Regions from separate parts of the Columba livia genome. Here region 2 is linked to region 1. Evidence: chromatin contacts called from public Hi-C data. All regions are on one chromosome and are shown on one strand. Each heading gives the region's core, a stretch centred on a gene start, on an enhancer-like site or on the middle of the called end of the contact. The rest is flanking DNA. Distances are from core to core; before and after follow the strand shown.

Evidence for each region. Hi-C and Micro-C count contacts between places; a contact is called where the count stands out from the background.
Region 2: a contact with region 1 is called in a Hi-C map of crop, with 2.3 times the contacts expected there. The contact joins the enhancer-like site here to the promoter of AMMECR1 in region 1. A contact is called at or near these places in 2 of 2 Hi-C or Micro-C datasets (crop and liver).

What each region holds. Positions count from the first base shown.
Region 1 is chr12:2,604,325-2,607,591 of bColLiv1.pat.W.v2, reverse strand. AMMECR1 (AMMECR nuclear protein 1) reads right to left here and starts at 1,545. Exons shown (of 6, transcript XM_065077260.1): 1 at 1,309-1,545. The coding sequence starts at 1,480.
Region 2 is chr12:2,675,859-2,679,125 of bColLiv1.pat.W.v2, reverse strand. All of the region lies in intron 2 of AMMECR1 (AMMECR nuclear protein 1), which reads right to left. Among named protein-coding and RNA genes, the nearest start is that of ACSL4, 55 kb to the left of the region's middle. Within about 2 kb of position 1,780, at least 1 of the 3 cell types and tissues checked has an H3K27ac peak away from gene starts, as active enhancers do.

The sequences.
Region 1 (3,267 bases), core at 296-2,795:
TCCCTCCAACTGCTTTCATAAATCACTCCAGAAATATTCGCAAGCTAGAAAATGAATTAAAAATTCTCCCGCATTGAAAAGGTGGAAGGTGGAGTTGGAATTAGTTCCTAAAATACTATTCCAAAGGCTGTGCTAACTTCTGCTTCTGCTGCAGACTGTAATGTCTGAGCGTTTTGATGGGAAATGTGATGTGGCTGCGGCTGCACAGTGCGCTCCCGGCCGTGCTGGCAGCACACACAGGTAGCTTTGGATCGCTGCTTCTACCAGAGGCGGCCTCCCCGGCTCTGTGCAAAGTCAGGCTTTCTAAAACCTCTCCTAATAGCACAACAAACACCGAGTTGCAGTCAAATATTTGGATGATGTACATTAAGCCCCCGGGGGAATTCTCTGTTTGCAATCATCGCATTACTGAACAAGAAAGGATAAAGCAATTCCAGTTTTTCTAAAAAGCCTGAAGTACAGGAAAGGACCCAAAGAATCCCTTTTCTAATTCCTGTCACCAGATATTCACAGGATTTGGTTTGTACATTTATTAGACATGAGCTGCATTCATCCTCCTGCAATAGTATGTATAAGTAAAATATCCCTGAGGATGTTAAACTATTCTTACAAGTATTTCAGTAAAATAGTTATGTCCTATAAAATTGGAATCTCGCCATTTTTGCCGAGCTTACTTGGTGCATTTCTGTGAGCATATATAAAAAGAACGGCATGATAAAACCTATTCGTTTTTAGTACAGCTCGCTCTGCTGCGTTGGTTTGATGCTGTACATGTCTTTGTAGTGTTAGCGCACTGCTGTGTGGCAGCTTAAAGGTATTATAGCAGAGCCGGCACACAAGCTATGCAGAGAAGAACTATAAATCAGCAGTAGCAGGTCTTTTTTATAATGTTCCCATCTACCGTACATAAAATCATTCCCTGATTAGAATAATTTGCTAAGCTAAATAATAAGGCTCACAGTATATCTGAAATAGAGAAGATCAGGCAATAGAAATACCCACAGTTTCAATCAGGATTACAAATTACAGATCTCCAAAAGATGCTAAAATGTAAGGAAAAAACCCCAACCCCTGGAACTCATCAAAATGAGTGTCAGTCATTGATTTCTAGAACACACAAAGAGACGGTGAGTATAAATGTGTTACTTACAAGTGCTGAGGATTTTAGGGAATGAAAATGGAGACCAGGAGCTGGAGACTGCCTGCCATGCCAGCAGTGTTGATTTGGAAGCGATGGACACAAATAAACGTTCAGCAAAGCTGAAAAAGCTGCAATGCGAGGCTAGCCAAAAGTGTCCATGTCCTTACCGTGCTGGGGCTGGCAGGCAATCCGTGTCTGGGAGCCGTCAGTCCTTCTAATCAGGCTCCGGGGATTTTGTTTGCAAGAGAGATTGTCCTTTAAGTGATCAGTGCAGGAAAACAGAGAAATAAAGAGAAATGAGCAAATTGTACAAGGCAAATAGCTGCAGGTCTTTAGCATGCTCCCTGCGTTTTCCTGAGCTGCATCTGCAGTAGAGAAAATATCCCCAAAATAGCTCAGGCTGCCAATGACTTGCTGAAACCTGAGAAAGAATTGCTGAATTTAAAGATCTGGGTTGCTGTGGGTGTGTGATTAAAGTGAGGAATCGCTGGCAGGAAGAACCTAGGGTGAAACTACATGCTTGAGGAGTAACTTGTGAGTTCACTGGTATCAGAACATGAGCTGACCTCTGGTTCCCCCCTCCTCCACCCAATGCCAGTTAACCCTTAAGAGTTCAGCATGGAAGCAAGTTCTGCAATAGCGGATGGGAGAGGAACTATGACCCCCCAAAAAGTTCTTTTTAACTATAATATCTGTGATGTAGTGACCTACAGTCAGTGTCCTATTTCCTCAATTTCAAAGCAGTCAGGCAAGCTGATATTTTGCAGGGGTCTTGGCAGCTGCACAGTTCTAACTTCTGGAAAGCTCAGTCTTGTTTCGGGTCGGTGCTACATACCCCCTTTGAGCTGTTTGCGGTCCCACAGAGTGAAGGGAATTCAGGTAGAACTTTGAGGAAGGAAGGATAACGTAACACTTTAGGAAATACTGACTTAGGGACAAAATATCAAGAATTGCCAGAGTATTTGGCACAGCCTCGGAGGAGGCACTGCTCTCTCTGTGCTGTGCCCAAGCGAATTACAGTAGCTCAAGGACTGCTCCAGGTGGGTCTGGTCTCTGAGTGTCCCCTTTGGATTCCTCACGCTCGCACTGATCACTGGACCGTTGTACACTGTAGCCCCAGTCCCCAGCTTGCTCCCTGGCACTTTTTAATGTTACTTCCCTGATTTAGAAGAGAACAAGAAGCAGTTGGCACAAAATTGGGTACACTGGCTTGACAGCAGTTAAGTTGCTCGAGCAGTGCCAAAAGTAATCCTCAGTAACCTACTTAGGACAGTATTAAAGCTGCCAGAGCATGGACTAGGAGCTAGTCCCCAGTTTTCTTTGTACTGACACTGAAAAGGGAAAGAGCTTCAGTGCTATAACTGGGTTAGATTCAAGGCACATGGGACTGGATTATGAGAAGCTGCTGCCTTGAAAAAGCAGTTGTACATCTAAGAAAAGAGGCAAATATGGCCCTGACTCCAGAATGCGTTTTTGTTTTAACACCAGTTTTTTAAGATGTGCCAAATAATAGTGATATCACAGGGAGAACAAAATATTTAATGTGCTTCAGCCATAGTGGTGTGTGATCACTTAATCATCCTGGTGGGACTGTCCACTCCACACGATGAAGCTGTACTTCTTCAAGGGCATCTGAGCATTTGATCTTGAAGATGCTGTGCGTATGTGAATGTATTTAATGTGTACTGGTTGCTGTAGTGTCACACTCGGTGAAGTTCTGTGGGGCTAACGAGTTCAGCATTTGTCCTATGAAAATAAATAGGTGTTTAAGTTGCACATGTACAAGGGCAGCTGAGGATGCCCAGCTCTGACCTTCTCCTTTGTAGGTGCTTTGGAGAAAAAGGCCCGTTATCAGGTCTGTTCATCTATCTACAGCTCTAACCGTTCTGACCATCCGTTCTGTTCTGGGCGCTAGAACAGCAGGCAGTCTCTGAAGTAAGCTGGTCATTTTAGTCGTGTTTACACCCCAGCAGGCACTTTCTGAAGTACTCCTGCTAACCAAAAGGAAATGCAGAATATTAGAAATTTTGGCCTAAATAATTATGACTCATGTTGCAGCATTCACTCTCAGACAAAAGGCAGTAAGCACTTATTCATATCTAGTGTTGGTATATATTATCTCATAA
Region 2 (3,267 bases), core at 531-3,030, 71 kb before region 1:
AACCATATCTGCTTGGTTTGTATTCACCAAGAGTCATTCAGGTTGTGTATGCGCTTGGTTCTGTTGTTCATTTTGATTTTTGTTTGTGGATTTTCTGTTCCTTTTTATTTAGTTAAACTATGCAGCACTGGATATTGTCAGCCTTCTTGCAGGTGGCATAACAACGCTACAGAACACGTTAAGAGGACACACCAATTAAAAGAAAATTCTTAATAGCTATTAAGAGCAGACCCAGCAACAAAGAGATACCAACAAGCTGCCAGGGTTGCACCTCAAACATTCTGAGAAAACACTTTGATTTGTTCACCATATCCCGAAGGACAAAGCAATATAGAGTTTTTATTACCAGTTCAGATCACTGATTGACAAGGAAGAAAAGAACCATCTACCACAGAGATTTGCTCACTTCAGTGCTTTCCTGATCTCTGACTCAGACAACAGGGATGAGAACAACTACATTTCAAAGCTTTTTCTGAATTCAGATGTCAACAGACCTTAAAAACTTCATCTTTAGGAGTCAAGACACCTAAACTTCTTGGTTGGTGAAGTTATTCATCTAAGACATGCTAAAATAAGAATAAAAAGTGCAAGGTTCTGGGTGGGAGCAGCAGCTTCATACAGAACAAGGCAGGGTCACCCACCCCTGGGACACCCTCGTTTCTGTATCTGCGACAAGACACCCAGTTGGGGTGAGTTCATACAAGTCACGTCAAAACGCTTCGTGGTCAGGAATCAAACAGAAGTGGCTGTTGCTGGTGGTGACAGAACCCAGCAAAGCCTCAACAACCCCACTCGAGGGGACTGGGTTCAACAACCGTGCTGAACAAAAGGTACTGTAAGACAGGCGAAGCTAACAAAAGCTGTATTACAAATGGTATGTATTTATGGCTGTACATCAAGATTTTTGTCAACACTTTGTCATTGACCTAGAAATTCTTGAAAGACATAAGTTATAAAAATATTAATGTAAATATCAGTCAAATACAAAAGGGGGCGGGGGGAGCCATGACAATTCAGGTATTTTCTTTGGAGTACTTCTGAAACCTGAACAAAGACAATTAGGATATACGGCATTCAACCGGTTCTCCATCATGCTTATTTCAGTATTTTCTACCGCCTGTTCCTCGTGCTGTACGAACTCACTGATACTGCATTTGTGCAGAAGCGGTGCCAGCAGCCAACGCCACAGTCACCACAGCGGGGAGGCACAGGGTTACGGACATCTTCAGAAAGTTCTGGAATACATACTGAGTTTGATATGGAGCGCAGACACAAGTGGAAAAGTATTTAATGGCTTCAATTATAGTCTTAACGGTATTTTTGTGTGCGCACACGTGCATTGTGCCACCCATACAAACCACATTGGTATCGCTGATACTGCTGTGGGATCACAGCGGTTCTTCCCAAACAAGTTCACCAGTTTAAAACAACAAGAGAGGTATTTCTAGAATCATTCTAGGGGCACTAAAACTTCCCAGACAAACCTTTATTTTAACCTCGATTTCTTCCTCTGGCTATCTCGGCTCGCAGCACACGCTCGGGTAACTCCGCAGCACATACGGCAGGACTAACACGGGCTGGGATGCTGCGGGGCCTCTGCACCCCCTGTGTCTGTCAATACACCTGCAGACGCTGCCCCAGCCCCCGAGGGCTGCCGGCTGCTGCTGCTTCAGCTGCGTCCATCAGAGCCACCTAAATCACAGCTGGGAATCATCAAACTCCTCAGCATTACAAAACTGCTCCTAAGAAAAGCAAGCTCACAACCACAGAGGCTGTAAAAGCTCAGGCTTCCATAAATTTAAACTGAGCTTTTTAGAAGAAAAACAGAATAAAGATGTTTTTACTGCCGCTCTAACAATTACCCAGAGAAACATTCCATCACACTCTGGATTCTTCCAAATAAACTCCTTATGTCACAATAACGTTACACTGTATGGACATAATGCCTGCAATGAATTTTTACTTCTTACTGCTATAATATATCAAGGAAACAATGAAGGCTTGTGTGGGGTGGTCCCTTAAAGTTTAAGGTAATTTTGTGGATGTGCTGTTAAGGTCTTCGAGTGGAAAAGCACGATCACAAAAGTCACAGCTCTGCAATGTGCTCTCATCAGAAATAGAACACCGTTAGAACTAAAGAAATCCACCAAGTAATATTGTAGTACAATATTGTATTACATTACTAAGAGTCAAGTTTCTACCGCTTCAACTTCCTTCCTGTTTCCTGAAGCTAGAATTCTTCCACTGTATCCCTTCTGCGGTTCTGAAGGACTTAATTTTCTCCTTGAATGCAAAGAAAGAACAAACAGATGAAAAACTCTGCATTTTTCTCATACTCTTAATGCTGCAGGGCGTGGGGGATCATTTTGCATTCCTATACAGTTATGTCCTATTACACTGAAAAATAAAACATCTTAAGATGTAGCAGAGCTTCAGTAATAGTTTTGTGGTAGGGCTGCACAAAGGTATGTGAAATCCCGAATATTCACCCATGAGGCACAGCTGATCGCAAATTACAGCTACCGCGCGTTTGCAGGGGTGTAGCACCAAACTGTAAGTGCTCCATATGCTCCATACCTGTAGAGCTGAAGCACATCAGCTGGGAAGAGCCGTGCGGAGCTGCCTGCGCCGCTCGGCGTGCAGCCCGAGCGCCCTCTGACCGCAGGGGCACCCAAGGTAAAGCAGCTGCACGTGCAGGAGTTGCTTCAAAGGCGGCAGCTGCTTTTCTGCCTTTCTGTATTGTCCCTCGGCCCTCCCTGCAGCTCCCACCACGCTGGGATAATCGAGGACAACGGCATTCAAAAAGATGCGACCGTTTTTCCGTCAGACTCCTGCAAACACCGGGGAAGCTGAAAGGTGTCAATTGCCATGGAAATGTCCTGGTTTGATCCATGAAAAGCAAAACCGGCAGCACTTAAACCAGCCTCACAGCAGAACACAGTAAGAGCTCGTCACAGTCATTCCAGGCGCTTATGTGAAAAATGAATAACAAAACTGACCAGCGTTTGGTGTGTAGGTTTTTGTTTGGGGAACACATGATAACAGACTAGCCAGAAAACTCTGAGCTCCAACTGGACTAAATTATAATGTCACTAAAAGGCTCTCCAGCAGATGGCAAAGTTTAGATAATTAACAAAATGAACTGCTCAATTACATTTAGAACTCTAAGCCTGAGCACTCAAATCCCTAAGAGCATATAAAGAAGTCTCCAGAATTCGTCACTTCTCCAGCAAGTCTCTCAATATTCACCTAATATCACCACTTTAC